Linked DNA regions of Mus musculus: all the other regions are linked to region 1. The links are chromatin contacts, called in public HiCAR-type, HiChIP or PLAC-seq and promoter capture Hi-C maps. All regions are on one chromosome and are shown on one strand. Each heading gives the region's core, a stretch centred on a gene start, on an enhancer-like site or on the middle of the called end of the contact. The rest is flanking DNA. Distances are from core to core; before and after follow the strand shown. Region 1 holds the start of Cul3 (cullin 3). Region 2 holds the start of Rhbdd1 (rhomboid domain containing 1). Region 3 holds the start of Farsb (phenylalanyl-tRNA synthetase, beta subunit). Region 4 holds the start of Acsl3 (acyl-CoA synthetase long-chain family member 3). Region 5 overlaps Acsl3 (acyl-CoA synthetase long-chain family member 3).

The links. Promoter capture Hi-C pulls out the DNA fragments that hold promoters and counts their contacts. HiCAR-type assays count read pairs that join an accessible place to other places. HiChIP or PLAC-seq counts read pairs in DNA pulled down with a chosen protein or histone mark.
Region 2: a HiCAR-type map of astrocytes shows a contact between it and region 1, with 4 times the contacts expected there. The contact joins the promoter of Rhbdd1 here to the promoter of Cul3 in region 1. A contact is called at or near these places in 4 of 39 promoter capture datasets (cranial neural crest, hippocampal neurons, liver and 1 more), 2 of 484 Hi-C or Micro-C datasets (both in the G1E-ER4 cell line) and 4 of 115 datasets of contacts at active chromatin or transcription factors (astrocytes, embryonic forebrain, embryonic stem cells and 1 more).
Region 3: a contact with region 1 is called in a promoter capture Hi-C map of pre-B cells. The contact joins the promoter of Farsb here to the promoter of Cul3 in region 1. A contact is called at or near these places in 5 of 39 promoter capture datasets (the C10 cell line, the HPC-7 cell line, liver and 1 more), 1 of 484 Hi-C or Micro-C datasets (uterus), 1 of 115 datasets of contacts at active chromatin or transcription factors (large pre-B cells) and 1 of 9 other capture datasets (liver).
Region 4: a contact with region 1 is called in a promoter capture Hi-C map of pre-B cells, with 7 times the contacts expected there. The contact joins the promoter of Acsl3 here to the promoter of Cul3 in region 1. A contact is called at or near these places in 3 of 39 promoter capture datasets (the C10 cell line, cranial neural crest and pre-B cells), 2 of 484 Hi-C or Micro-C datasets (both in embryonic stem cells), 5 of 115 datasets of contacts at active chromatin or transcription factors (astrocytes, embryonic forebrain, embryonic stem cells and 2 more) and 1 of 9 other capture datasets (liver).
Region 5: an H3K4me3 HiChIP or PLAC-seq map of pro-B cells shows a contact between it and region 1, with 9 times the contacts expected there. The contact joins the enhancer-like site here to the promoter of Cul3 in region 1. A contact is called at or near these places in 2 of 39 promoter capture datasets (liver and pre-B cells) and 3 of 115 datasets of contacts at active chromatin or transcription factors (extraembryonic endoderm stem cells, large pre-B cells and pro-B cells).

What each region holds. Positions count from the first base shown.
Region 1 is chr1:80,339,310-80,342,162 of GRCm38.p6, reverse strand. Cul3 (cullin 3) reads left to right here and starts at 1,473. Exons shown (of 16, transcript NM_016716.5): 1 at 1,473-1,917. The coding sequence starts at 1,852. Gm39667 (a long non-coding RNA gene) reads right to left here and starts at 1,250. Exons shown (of 2, transcript XR_865570.2): 1 at 1,013-1,250; 2 at 1-935.
Region 2 is chr1:82,315,221-82,318,073 of GRCm38.p6, reverse strand. It overlaps Rhbdd1 (rhomboid domain containing 1), which reads right to left and starts at 1,495. Exons shown (of 7, transcript NM_029777.3): 1 at 1,426-1,495.
Region 3 is chr1:78,487,479-78,490,331 of GRCm38.p6, reverse strand. Farsb (phenylalanyl-tRNA synthetase, beta subunit) reads left to right here and starts at 1,435. Exons shown (of 17, transcript NM_011811.4): 1 at 1,435-1,547. The coding sequence starts at 1,490.
Region 4 is chr1:78,656,425-78,659,277 of GRCm38.p6, reverse strand. It overlaps Acsl3 (acyl-CoA synthetase long-chain family member 3), which reads right to left and starts at 1,453. Exons shown (of 15, transcript NM_001033606.2): 1 at 1,175-1,453. Utp14b (UTP14B small subunit processome component) reads right to left here and starts at 1,453. Exons shown (of 3, transcript NM_001001981.3): 1 at 1,175-1,453.
Region 5 is chr1:78,701,175-78,704,027 of GRCm38.p6, reverse strand. It overlaps Acsl3 (acyl-CoA synthetase long-chain family member 3), which reads right to left. Exons shown (of 15, transcript NM_001033606.2): 12 at 2,568-2,759; 13 at 428-542. Among named protein-coding and RNA genes, the nearest start is that of Gm38631, 17 kb to the left of the region's middle. Within about 2 kb of position 1,432, at least 95 of the 459 cell types and tissues checked have an H3K27ac peak or open chromatin away from gene starts, as enhancers often do. A contact at or near this core is called in pro-B cells, where this site is marked.

The DNA of each region.
Region 1 (2,853 bases), core at 224-2,723:
TTTTATATCCTGATAATTATGGAAATGGCAATCAATTAGCATACTAGTTATAAACAACTATGCATCACTCACTATATTCATCAGAGCCCTTCCTTGTTTTACTTAACCCATTCTTGATATTTTATTTTTAGCTTAACTCTCTAAGCTTAGTCATTACAAATAATTTAGGGTCAATTCAACCATAAATAAACAAGCTTTATCAAGTTTTCCCTTTTGGAGGGCGGGGGTGTGTGAAGGGTGTTCAAGACAGGGTTTCTCTGTGTAGCCCTGGCTGTCCTGGAACTCACTCTGTAGACCAGGCTGGCCTCGAACTCAGAAATCCACCTGCCTCTGCTTCCCAAATGCTGGGATTAAGGTCATGGGCCACCAATTTCAATTGTAGGTGCTAATCCCAACAACAGTTCACTCAAAATGGGAAGATCCAAAACTGGGAGAATCTCAGATTTCCCAGGGGCGTTGGAAACAGCAAATGAGCAAGTATGCAAGGTAGATGTAGGATTCATACTGAATTAGAAGCCAAAAGCAGTCGAATTGGACATTTCGACTATAGGATAAGAGTCCCCGAACAAATAGAAAAATGTCTCCAAACCTACAGCAAACTTAATTTCACAGTGCTTTTGGTTTTAATGATCTATACTGTTCTTGGAAATGGTCGTATGTTTAACACAATATTGTAGTATATTAGGCATTTGTTTTATTTCGGCACAAACAAAAACCGGGTTTTAACATTAGTGGGCTCTGGATCCTCCAGAAGGTATCAACTAATGAACAAACCCAGGAGCTTGTACAGTGTAAGAAGGCCGGGTTGATTCTGAGGCGCTGCAACACCTAGCTAAAAACAGGACACTGGTTTCGCAGTCTGCAGGTAACTCAAGCACAAACCCTGCTTTCAAGTTTCTGGCTGGGCTCAAGTACCCATCCCTAGGCCACGTGCCCTAGAAAAACACAGGAGCAGTTCTAGGACGTAGAACCTTCCTCCTCGCACCCCACGCCCTTTCCCAGGACTACCTACCTACTAGGGCCAAGCTCAGCCCCGCCAGCCCACAACACAACACTCCCCTCTCCCCCTTCCGGAAATTCCCCCGCCCACTACCCACGTGACCCACCACCTTCGCGCTCCACCAATCAGAAGCCACCTCAGCCTACTGGGGTCTCCGACGCTCCTCTTTTGAAAACGCAGCCTACGTCTCCTGCACCAGGCCCCGCCCCCCAGGGCGCTGACTACGCCCATTCCTTAATCCACCCCTCTCCCCCCTCCCCACCACGTTCAGACCCCACTTCTCCCTGCGCCCTCCCTTCCCGGGCTTCGCCCCACCCCGCCCCCGACCGCGCGCCCGCCCCGATCTCGCGAGATCTGACGTGCCCGCCGCGGCCTCCCGCCTCCCCTCCCGTCCTCCCGCCCCCTCCCCCATCTCTCCACTCTCCGCTCTCCTCCCTCCCTCCTCCCCCCTCCACCCTCTGGGCCGGATCTCGTCTCGCTGAGGCGGAGGAGGAGAAGGAGGAGGAGGACGTTCGGCCTGCGCAGTGAGATGTTTGTCCGTCGCCGCCGCCGCCGCCATCGCGGAGGAGCGCGATAAAGGGAGCCGAGCCCGGCGCGAGGGGAAGCCCGCGGAGCCGCCGCGCCAGCGCAGCCCCCGGCCGAGCCCGAGCCGCCCGAGCCCGAGCCGCCGCCCCCGCCGCCGCGGCCGCCCAGGGGCCGGCCCGCCGCCCAGCCCAGCCCGGGGGCCGCGCCGCCGCCCCCCGCCGAGCCCCGCGGCTGCCCTCCCGCCTTCAATGTGACACCGGCGCCTCCGAGTGCGAGCCGCAGCCGCCGCCGCCGTCAGCGCCGCCGCCGGGGAGGGGCCGAGCACCATGTCGAATCTGAGCAAAGGCACGGGCAGCCGGAAGGACACCAAGATGCGGATCCGGGCCTTTCCGGTGAGTCGGTCCTCGGCGCCCGGGACCGGGAGCCGCGGCCCGGAGCCGCACGCGAGGCCGGGGCTGAACTCCGCCAACAGGCCGCAGCCGGCCTCCCCTCCCCCCACGGCCGCCGCCGGTGGCGGAGCGCGAGGCTTCCCGGCAACGGGGCGGCGCGGGGCCGGGTCGGCCACCTCCGGGGCCGTTCCCCGCGCCCCGGCCGCCCCGGGGCCTCCTTCGCTCGGGCCTCGGGGGCCGCGGCCCTGAGGGGATGCGCGCTGTGGCCGCCGCACCCGTCGCGTGGGGCGTGTGTGTAACTTTTAGCGTGCGGTTTCCAGAAGGAGCCGGCTCGGCTTTTACGGCGGTGGGGAGGACTGTCCACCTCTGCTCGACTCCGTAGTCAGGGGCGGTCTTGCCATCCCACTGCCCCACTCACTGACAGAGATGCTAGAAATGCCCACTGGCAAAACACTAGGAGCATAGTATTTATAGCATCCTTGATCCTGCAAAGCTTCCTAAGCGCTTGACCCACTCCGGTTCAGAATCGCCCCTCCACTTCTTGGAGGGCCAGGCACAGCTTTTCCGTGTCTTAGTCAAGGAGGTCCCCAAGAATAGTTGCCACTCAGACTTGTTTTACCTTGTACGTTTTTAGCGACAGCAAACATTTGCTCTTCAGAAACTTTTCCTCTTGGCGTTACGTTGAGTCATAGGCTTGCGGTGTTTAGTAGATGGAGTAGTATGTAACTTTGGATGTCATGCCTCGATCAGATAGCCAGTGGCAGGCAATTAAAATGTCCTGTTGTAACAAACTGGACGTACTTGCTCGTGTCGCTACAGTGACAGGTAAATGTCAAATAGACAAGCCATCAGTGGAGCAGAATTGTAAAAGTAAAACGGAGGGAGGTTGTTTTTCCCTTCTAAGACTCATAAGCATTCTGTCGTGTGGGAGGGGAAGGG
Region 2 (2,853 bases), core at 246-2,745, 2.0 Mb before region 1:
CGGACTGCTGTAACTTTCTCGCTTGATGTGGCTGTTTGCATAGGGTCTCATGATGTAGCTCTGACTGGACTCCAAACTTAGGATATCTCTTGCCTCAGCCTCCTGAGCATTGCTGTTACAGGTGTGAGACATCCATAACTATCCTGTATCTAAATTTTTACTATTCATAAGTAGTTGGGATAAAAGTCTTTGCAGCAGTCATAAAATCATGCACTCCAACTGCTCTCTAACCCTACACCTCGTCCTTCCTCCACGACCTGTGCGCTTTCTTCATGCAGGTCTAGTAACTTCTCTTGGAGTGTTTTGTATGGGTTATTGCTACCCACTTGTTTTCACATGTCAACACTTAGTACTATGAAGTCACAGTTAAATGATTCGGTCAAGATTCCAGATCTAGAAAATACCTCACCTTACTCTAACCTCATTATGTATAAAATTCCATAACGAGTGAGTACTTTTTACGCTGTTATTCGTCGAACTCAGTACCCGGAAGTGCTAGAATGGACCGAAAGGCTTGCTCAAAGGGGTATGACACTAAAATCTGTACTGCCAACAATTCCCTCAGAAGATGCTGTTGATGGAGAGCAAACCCAGGACCAAGGCAGGAGCACTTGCTCTCCTGGAATGTACCAGAACACTAGAAGATCCGAAGCAGAATCAGTAATAGAAGCAGGAAGAAGGTAAATGAGGTTAGGACGTTGGGATGAAAAGTAGAGGGGGAAAAAAAAAAAAAAACAAAAAACCTGGCACCATGCCCCCCCCCCCAAAGAAAACCTGGTGTCATGAAGCTACTGAAAGGGACTTTTATAAATGAGTCTGACAACTGAATCTTAACCGTGCAATAATTAGATATTACAGTTGTTATTGTTGTTGTTGTTGTTTTAAATAATGCCTGTTTTGGAAAAACGGAAAGGCATGTGTGAAAAGAGAAGAGGTGAAGTCCCTCGGGTGTATGTCTGTCCTCTATTCTGTGGTACAGACAGCCTTACAGAGGTTAGGATGGGTCTGTGTGTTTGAGACAGAAGTGGCCGCCCCCCCAACCACCTGCCACTGCAAGCTCTGTGCAAGCTGATGCAACTTCGCCTCAAACTTCCTGAAGTCGGAGGAACCTCGCAAAAGCCTATCCGGGCAGCCTAGATCTCCATGAGCCAGGGAAGCGGTACCGGTGCGACTGCCCCTGCGACCCCATCCCGGCCGGCCGGAGGGGAGAAGAAGACCCGGACCCGGCGGGCCGGCTCCTCCGCCCGGTCCCTAAGCAGCACTTCCGCCCAGCGGACCCTGGCTGGCCCCATAGCAGCGCTTCCGCCCGGCCCGCAGCGGCCCGGATCTCAGCCCCGGCCCCGCCATCCGTGGTCCCGGGAAGCCGCAACACACGCCGCACAAAAGCGATGCCATACACTCAGCTGAAGAGACGCGGAAACTCACTCTCTCTAAGACCCGCTTGCGTCCTCACGTACTCCCGCGCTCGTGCGTCACTACGTCTGGACGCCGAATCCGGAGACTCAACTTCCGGCACGGACGCCGATTCCGCAGGCTCCACTTCCGGCGGCCTAGGGAAAGGAGCGGCAGTCTGCGCATGCTCCGTGCTTCGTACTGCCTTTTCGGCTTCCTCTAGCTAATGCGTAGCGCTCATCCTATTCAACCCTTAGCAACAAGGGTGTCGGTGTGCTTTTACAGCCATAACTAACTAATAATCACTTACCACGCGCACAGCGCATGAGTCGCCTATGGCCAGCTCCCTCAAGGCCAAAGTTTCTTCCCGGTGCAGTGTAGTCTACCAAGTGGACGGTGGAGACAGTAGCTGTTCCCAATGGGCCTCAGGAGAGCTGCTTATCCCAGAAAGTAGGCCGGCGAAACAGGGCCACGGTGTACATTTCATTCCCCAAGCACAAACACGAGGCCACACTGCTTAGCCTGTTTACTGCTTTAAGGGCTCGTGAGAAAAGGTTTTTGTGACTTAGGTCGTTTGATGCAATTTTCTCCTTCTAACGTGGAACCAGTTTCATGGGCAGCTTCTTCTAAAGGCAATGCTGCATTTGTGTCCTACAAGAAAACGATGTTTGGTGTAATTATTTTTCTAGTAATTAGAGGAGAGCTCCACCTTTTCAAGGCATGAATTGGGTGCAGGTATATTTACCAAAAGGCTTAGTAGCCACGTCTAGTTAGCATATTAAAAACTTCCCAGTCCCCCAAAAGTTAATCTTCTATTGTATAACAGAAGAAATTCTCCTAAAAAATTTTCCCTTGTAGTTGGAATTTGAATGAAAATTTCCCACACTATTAGGAGATATAGATGAGAATTTCAAGTGACAAAATTCTTAGCAAATTCAAGAATGAATTCTTATAATTTAACCCCTTTCAGGTATAAAAAAAAGTGGGGGGGTATGTAAGTCCAAGACTGACATTGCGAAACTGCATTCCTGGAAATGGAACCCAAGTGAGTAGGGGGAACTAAATTGCATGTAGAAATATATCTCCTTAGGAAGAAAACATGAATGCAATTTCTCAAAAGGAGAGGTCTCTATTTGTTCTTCCCACCAATTCTATGCATCCATTCCATTAATATACTCTTGCTTTATATTCTCTGTCAGTCTACCCCTTTCTATACTTACACTGTTTTTGTTATTATCTTGTTTTTAAGTGCAGAAGTGACTTTAAAAGAGCCGCAAATCAAGTCTCAAATCAGTAATCTCAAAAAAAATGCAATTGTAAATAGACAGGGCTTAGGAATGTTCTTGGGGAGCAGGCTGTGATGGTGAACACTAATGACCCCACAGTTTGAAGGTAGAGACAGGAAGATTGGGAGTTCAAGGACAGCCTCAGCTATATAACTTCAAGACCAGCTTAGTCTAT
Region 3 (2,853 bases), core at 186-2,685, 1.9 Mb after region 1:
GTGAAGGGTTCTCACTTCCTCAGTGTTGGTCCTTGCTTTATTTTCTCTTGAGGAAGCAATGTTTCTGCTATGCCTTACAGGTTAGGTGAGTCCCACAGTCCATGGCTGTTTTATCTTCCTGCTTTGATGTATTTGTTTTTTCATGGCTGCTGAAAGGAAGTACTACAAACTTTTGATTTCAAACAGAAACTTGAGTCTGGTGAGGTAACTTATATTCTTGTCTTTCAGGACACCTTAAAACTCTGAAAATTTCTGGCCATCCAGAGCTACAGGATGAGTTCCAGGACTGCTTCAGCTATAGAGTTGAGCCTTTATCTCAAATCATAAAGAATAATGAATGAGATGAAACAGAACTTTGTTATATTCAAGTTCTGGAGGCAAGAAACCCAAAAGCAATTTCACTGGCCCAAATCCAAGTGTTTTGGGGGCTGCTGAATAGGCTAGGAGAGATTTCCCTCCTTATCTCTTCCAGTTTCGAAGACTACTGACTTTATTTTTTTTAGTGACCTTACTGGAATCACTGCCTTCCGCTTATTGAGTCTACAGTCAATTGCATTTAGGGCCCATCCTAATAACCTAGGCTAAGTTCCATCTCAAAACCCTTAGCTTATTCCACATAGGCTCTGATACCACATAAAGTAGCATTTGCAGGCTACACGGGATTAAGTCCTGACATCTCAGTGGCCCATGATTTGACGTACTGTCCCTCAGAGTTATTCTAAGGAGCAAATCTGCTCGTGCACTTTTTAGGCTGAGTACAGCATCTGACAGAAAAGTCCTGCGGTCTCTAACAACGCCTACCCACAGGGCTGCTGCTGCGTTCGAACAAGGCTCGGGTATAAAATCTGTAGTTTCAAGAGGGTTAAAGGATTAAGTAAAAGCCCGGCAGTGGTGGCGCATGCCTTTAATCCCAGCACTAGGGAGGTACGGATCTCAAAAGTTCTCGGAGTTCAAAGCCAGCCTAGTCTATAGTGCGAGTTCCAGGACAGTCAAGGCGACAGAGAAACCTGTCTCAAAAAAGTAAAAAAATGTGGCCTGTTAACAGACCTTGCCATTAGTATTTGCATATTCTTCTTTGCAGGAAGTCTTGCATCCGTTTACCTTGCTTTTCAAATACCTCTGGGCGGACTTCTCTACCTGGAAGTCCTTCCCACCAATCTAGCGCTCCGCCTACCCAACTTGGCATCTTCCCTAGGGCTTTGGGAAGCATCCAGGCCTCTGAGGTCTGTTCTCACTCTTGCCTGTCAAAATAGAGATAATTCCACCCGATTACACCTATTTTCCAAACTTTTTGGTTATCGTCACAACAGAACTATGTTAAATAATCCAGAGAGAGGTGTTTTCCTATATTCGGCTGGAAAACGGATGTGCAAATGGTTGAATTTAGACAGGCATCACGTGAGACAGCCCAAGAGCGGAGCGTCGGGTCCTTCACTCTAGGGTCGCTGAGGCCCCGCATGTGGCGCAGGCGCAGTGTCCACGACTCGCCATGCCGACTGTCAGCGTAAAGCGAGACCTGCTCTTCCAAGCCCTGGGCCGGACCTACAGTGAGTGCCCGCCCCGTGGCTTGGGCTCGGTGCCTGGGGAAGTCTGCTCGCCCTGCAGAAGAACGTGCTGGCGGCGTTCATGCCGCTACGTGGGGTTTGGCCCGGCACGGCCAGAGTCCTCAGGGGCGCGCTGCTGGGCGAGGAGACTCGGCTGCGCTGAAGTAGCTTCTCGGAACCAGCTCCGCGGTGGCTCCGTTGCATCATCAGCGCGTGTCGGGCTCTCCGTGTCATTCATTTAGAGACCGAGCTCCAACTCCGTGCCCAGCACGGACTTTGGTGTCGGGACACAGACGAGGAAACGTACCCTGGGTTCCATCACAACTGTAGGCTGTGGAACCAGATTGACAGCGAAGGGGAGACGTTTAAGAAAGATGCGGGTCTCACTATGTAGCCCAGGCTGTTTTCGAACTGTCGGTCTTCTTGCCTCAGTTTCTGAGTGCTGGGATAACAAGCGTGTGCCACCAAGCCCGGCATTGGCTTTATTTTAGTGTTGACCAGGCTCCAGAAGTGTGTCAGGCAGTGTTTGGGAGTAGAGCTGTGCACATGACACATACATGAGAAAAATAACAAACCATGATGTTAGTAAAACGGTTTATTGGACATGCTAAATGTTTCTGGGAAAGGAAACCAGGTTTTGTGCAGGGGTAGCATTTGATAGTTAACATTGATTTGACCCCTAAATGGAATCACTTCTATGGGCTTAGCATTCATGACACACTTCCCTCTTTCTCAGTTCTAAAACTAAACCATTGTGGGGGGGGGGGGAAGGGAGGTAAATATTAGTCAAATTATCATTTCCAACACAGATGTAGTAAGTTGAAATGGTATCAGCCTCACCCTGTAGTTATCAGCTTCTATAAAGGTCAGAGCGAGTGTTTTATGAGAGCCTCCTTGTTTTTGAGTATTAGAGGCCAAAATTAGAGGACAAAATGGAGCAGGTTCATAACACCACAGTACTGATGTCGTACAAGTAAACTTTTAAGATTTTTTTTTCCTAAGGATGGACTTTAGATATTACTCACCCCCTGTGTTTGTCGGATTTTGTCGTTGTTCTTTTGGAGACAGAACCTTATTCTGAAGTCCAGGCTGACTCTAAACTTGTGGCAATCCTCCTGACTCAGTCTCCCAAGTGATACAATTATAGTTGTGACCAAGGCCTTAGAAACAGGAAATCGCTTTGCTTTTGGAATGTGGTTTTAATTTCCTAACCAGTTTCCCTTATATAGTAAGCTTATTAATATACCTCACTTGCCCTGTTACTCTAAATCATATTCTCTCTCCTGGTGGTCACTGTCTCTGAAGTTCA
Region 4 (2,853 bases), core at 204-2,703, 1.7 Mb after region 1:
AGCCTTCAACTCTACATGTGAGGGGTGCTCAGGGAGACACCAGAAAACGCACTCTCAAGTCCCAACACTTCCCTCTCTGTAATAAGCTTTGCATGCACTTCTAGGGGCAACTCAGCAGCACCCTTCAACAACACTCAGAGCCAAAGTGCGCATACAAAACAGCCTAAAACAAACAGGAAAAACAAAAACACCAAACTACAGCTCTGCAGAACCCCTAAGACCCAAAAGAACCTAGAAACCCAAAGCCACGGAAACCATTCAAACACCAACAGAGGGCTGTTGCTACTAAAGCCATCAGAGATTTGTTCTAGATTCAGACAGGCCCTCCTGGGGCTCAAGCTTCTCCTAGTAGCTCAGATCTGGGCTAAGTTAACGTGTCCACAGTGCAGGCTCTCTCGCTGTAAAACTGAGAATGTGCGACCGTCCCGGTGGACTAACAATGTAAACATAGCCATGCACAAAGTTCTTGGTGTGTGGCCTTTAAAAAAAGCTCAGTAAATGCCAGCTCTGTCATTCTAGGCAGTTATCAATCCCCCCTCTCTAGTTTCCACTGGATTCCCAAAAACTGTCCTGCCCTTTCTAAGTTGAGGGGCTCTATGTACAAGTGATCGGAATACCTGTTCTAGAACCAGAACGGACCATACAGTTGGATCTTCATCTGTGAAATCCCATCACGGGGATCACAAGTGACCCCCGGGGCTGCCTATGTATGCATCTCATGACTGACTCGTCCGAGACTAAAACGCACTTAGGAGGAGACACCAGAGGTTCCCCACGCCATTCCCACCGCCCGCACCCGCATTTCCTGTCCCACACCCGCAGTTTTCAGGGACCCTCTGGGCGCTGGTACCTCCCACGGACGCCGCGCGGCCGCGTGGAGCGGGACGACCCCACCCACGTGCCCGCGCCCGCGGAGGAGGCCGCGGTGCATCCTTCCTCCCGCGCCCGCAGCTCCACGCCGGCGGTTTCCCCGAATCCGCGAGGACGCCCTACTCGCCACTCACCCTCCACCAACCCCCGTTTCCCCGACCCTCGCCACGGCCCAGCACCCCGCGGCCCAGGAGTCCCCTCAGGCACCGGCGAGCGGCATGCACGCTCGCCGAGTGGGAGGAGGGAGGCCTGGCCGCCATCCCGCGACCCTCATCGCCTCACAACGGGCGCTGCGCGCACTCACCGCGGGCTCCGACCCACGCAGGCCTGGCTGCTCCTCAGAGCGGCTCCTGCCCAGCGCCACCTCCTCAGGACCCTGACGCAGCTGCTGGGGCCGCCCTGCGAGACGGGGACGACCGCCTGCTGCCGGCTCAGCCTCCCGCTCTGCCGCCGCCTCCTCGTCCGAGCCCGCGACCGCGGCCACAACCGCAGCGACGTTTCCCGGGCGCCGGCTGAGCAGCGTCTGTTGAGCCGCAGTCCTGGACGCGCACCCCGGGCTGGCGCTCGTTGCATATGCAAAGAGACCGCCGCCCATTGGCCCGCGGGCGGTGGCGCGTGCGGGGCTCGGCCTATCAAATGCCGGCCTGGGGAGCGCGGTGCTGGCGGCAGGGGCGGGGCGAGGTTACTATGGGTCATTCTGCGGAGCCGCCGACGGCTGGACCCGACTGGGGCCCTCGCAGGGCGGGGATTGAGCCCTTGGGGAGGGGAGCGGCGGGACGGACCCGCAGCTACAGCAGCTGCAGAGGGGAGCTGGGCAGGGGGCGCAGGGCGGGAAGACCTGAGGCGTCCAGGGTGCCCCCGCTGAGAACTGCAAAACCCGCCTTCACTGCTGCGATGCATAAATCTCAATATAAACGAAGAAATAACCTGCTTGTTTTTTTTTTTCCCCATTCTTCTCAGGACTGGGTTCGTTATCCTAGTTTGAACACGGATTTCTAGCAAATCTTGCAAAGAGAAAAAAAAAAAAATGACGTTTGAAAATGCTTGTGAAGGGGAAAGCTCAAAGCATGCCCTGTATTATTTCTCTTGCATGGGCTTCGTTTAATGCAGCGTGTATCCCGTTTACTCGTAAATCTTCGCATACCCACATTTCATGTTTGCAAAGGATGAAACTTTACTCAAAAATAATCTTTTATCAGCCGGGCGTGGTGGCGCACACCTCTAATCCCAGCACTCAGGAGGCAGAGGCAGGCGGATTTCTGAGTTCGAGGCCAGCCTGGTCTACAAAGTGAGTTCCAGGACAGCCAGGGATATACAGAGAAACCCTGTCTCGGAAAAAAAAAAAAAAAAAAAGCTTTATGAATCTTTATGACTGTGTGTGTTGTTTAGTTTGCCATTGTATAGATCCTCTTGGACACTACATCAGGATATAGGCATTTATTTTACAACTGCCTCCCCCCACTCAAAACATTCACCCAGCAAAACACAAATGACTAAATCAGCCACTGGAGTGTAATATTAGAAAGAGACTGTTCGTAGCAGAGTTGTTTTTTCTTAACCTAACCTATTATTTAGTTGGTCTGTGAACTTTTCTTTAAGTAGGTGAAAGGTCGAGTTGCTGTGCTAGCCTCAAGCTAAGGCAGAAAGAGGCTCACTTCCCAGGACAATCTTAAAAACTCCGAGGAGGCTGCCAGGACTTGAGCTAGGTGGAGCCATGATACACTCTACAAAGCCAGCTCACTCACTCACCTTGGGCCCCTAGCCAGTCTAATTGCCTGAAAGAACAGATAGTGTTTGACTCAAGCAGCCTGCTCCTACTAGGAATTTCACATTTCCCAAGGAAACCCTGCCAATAAAAGGAATGCAGAATTTCCAGTCTACAGAGGGATGAAGATGTGTACCTCAGAAGTGGTCATTCAGAACTGCAAACCTTGAGAAAAACTAAGCAACTTCAAGACAGCAAAACTAATAGTGAACCTTCCT
Region 5 (2,853 bases), core at 183-2,682, 1.6 Mb after region 1:
CTCTAGGCTTCTAAATTTACACTTCCATTCCCTGCTGCCTATGATATCCTGGGCTGTGAGGTTGTGGTGAGCCAGGCCAGCAGGAAGCATGGCCAAGCTGCAGGTCAGGACAGAAGAGAGGACTGTAGGGAGCTACTACTTATGCCCTTGCAGCTGACTGGGTCTGCAAAGCCTCCCTGTGCAGAGGTACTGAGGCAGCATAAGAACTTATTTCCCCAACTCTGTCACTCAGGACACTTACAGAGGAGAGCATCCCAGGAAGTTCCGGCTCACTAGCTATGCAGAGGAGGTGGTGGCCCCACAGGGGCTTCGACTGCTCACGGCACACCCAGCACACCCACCAACTTTTATACCGCAGCACACGGCTGCAACTGCTCACGGCACACCTGCCAACTTCTAGACCGCAGCCCAGACTCCAGGAGCTCACCTGTTTGCATACGCACAAATGTTATCTATCAGTGGGAGGTTCTTCAAAGCTGCCTCTACTTTCCCGAGAGAAACGTACTCTCCTGCCTGTAGTTTCACAAGGTCCTTTTTACGGTCTGCAAAGGGCAAAGGCAGAAATATTGAGAACAGTCATTAACACCTTAAGCACATAGGAATACTCTCACCAAGTCATTTAAAACTTTTCTCAACTAAGCATGGATGGCTGCCCTAAAGTTGAGATTATACAATAAAGTCAGACCCTAATCTTTTACAATTAAGTAAATTCTCTTGTGGAAAATATTGTACTTAAGGGACATCATCCTTATGGCTTGAATATATTCTGCTGAGCTGCTGCGCTCCTGACACTCACTAGTGCAGAGGGAAAGCAGCTTTGCACTGCAATGGGCAAAGGCACACCAGGAAAGAGGAACAGAAACACAGCACCCACACAACACAGCCAACTTGTGGGCTGGGAAGGAATCCTTGCAAGTGGGGCCTGAAGTGACTTTTATTGACCGGAGCTGTGTCAACTCAAACACTGAAGCATAAAGAGGAAGGAAACAATTCAAGAGGTGGGAGGTGAATGGCAGCTGGGTGATAGAGGCTCCCTGAACACAACCCCTAGCAGCTATTAAAGGTTTCTTAGAACTATGAGGTGTCGTCATTACACACTGGAAGTGGAAAGGTTTGGAGAGGTGTGCAGCAGCACAGCGGAGATCCTTATGATAGATAGGGTGGCACAGGCCTAGGCCTGACCCGCAAATGTGCAGAGAGGCAGACGATGCTTTGGAAGCCGTCTGCCTTTCTCAGTGAGACAGGATGTGGAGCAGAGGTCGGGAAGCCTCAGCTCCTTTTGGCCTTCAGGGTATCAAGACCAGGTGTTGTCAACAATTTCCTACAGGACAAAACTCTCAATGAAACTTTCTAACCTGCAGGGAAGCGCCGCAAGATCCACATGTCATAAAAACAGGAGGCCCACTGAGGAAATGACTCAGAAGCCCTAGGACAGCAGTTCTCTGTTGCAGCATAGTAAGGTTGAGAACCAGTACACTAGAAGTCCCTGACGCTCACCAGACGCACTCGACTCCTCCCTCCTCAAGCTTGCACAAGCAGTAAAGACTTCTAAGAGACACTGTCAAATAAACCAAGCAAGCTGCCCAGAGGATGCTCAGACCAACTGGGCTGCCAAGAAGAGACTGCTTCACCTTGTCAAGCTGCCAGCAAGGTCAAGCAGGACGCTCCAGGACGCCAGCTTCTGTGGGCTCTCACCCATGCTGGGGTGGACTTTCGCTGCTGCTGCATCTGTCTCTAGTCATTCCTGCTCACCTGCACTCACTCCATAAGGAACTCCAGTGACACTCACTAGTTCACCAAGTTGGACGCTGGTGGCACCAGCATTTAGTCTGTCATCTGTCCCCTATGTGGGGTAAGCAGATGCTTGCTTGTGTCTCCCAGGAAGCCCCGAATAACCCCAGGATGCATCTGGCACTACTGAAGCTGAACAAACTGCAGCAGAAGCACGAAAGGTGTTTTGCCTTGTAGGTCACAGTACTTGACTTGCCAGGCTTTCCTTGGTTTTCCTGGGCAAAGCCAGGACTAAGTTCAGACCACAAGCACTGCACAATAACCTAGCCAGGCAGCTAACAAAAACAAGCATTCCCTACACCAACAGTAGAGAGTGACTAATGACCACAAATCTGTGGCTGAACAGCTTTTGCAACCGTATTCATAACATGCCAAGCTTTAAGAACACTTTAGTCTCTCTTTAAAATGTTATATTTCAGAAATGATATAAAAGCCCCCCTCAATATTACAGAGATAAGCTCTTTCACTAGTAAAACAGTCTCTGTAAACACAGGCACCACTTTGTAAAGTCATCTGGGAAAACACTTTCAAGAAAGAATTCAGAGGCTTAAAAGATGACTCAACATTTAAGACCATGTAGTACTCTGGCAGAGGACCTGGGTTCAGTTCCCAGCACCCATATGGTGGTGGCTCACAACCATCTGTAACTCCAGCTCCAGAGGACTTGGCCACCCTCTTCTGACCTCCGAGGACATCGTGCATACATGCAGTACACATACATACATGGAGGCAAAACAGTCATACACATAAGCTTTTTAAAAGGACGCAATACTCACCAATGATCTTCAGACAGCCGTCAGGGTCAAACTCTCCAATATCTCCAGTGCACAGCCACCGCTGTCCATTTTCATCTTCAAAGAAATCTGTCTTTGTTTTTGCTTCATTTTTGTAGTACCCCATTGTCACATTTTGGCCACCAATAAGAATTTCACCTCTGGGATGTGGTTTGTCAGTATTAAAATAGCCACCTAATTAATAAACACAAAATAACACATATAGGTATTATACAAATATTCTAAACTATTAGTTTCTAAGTGTAGACATCTTATTTTAACCAATTAA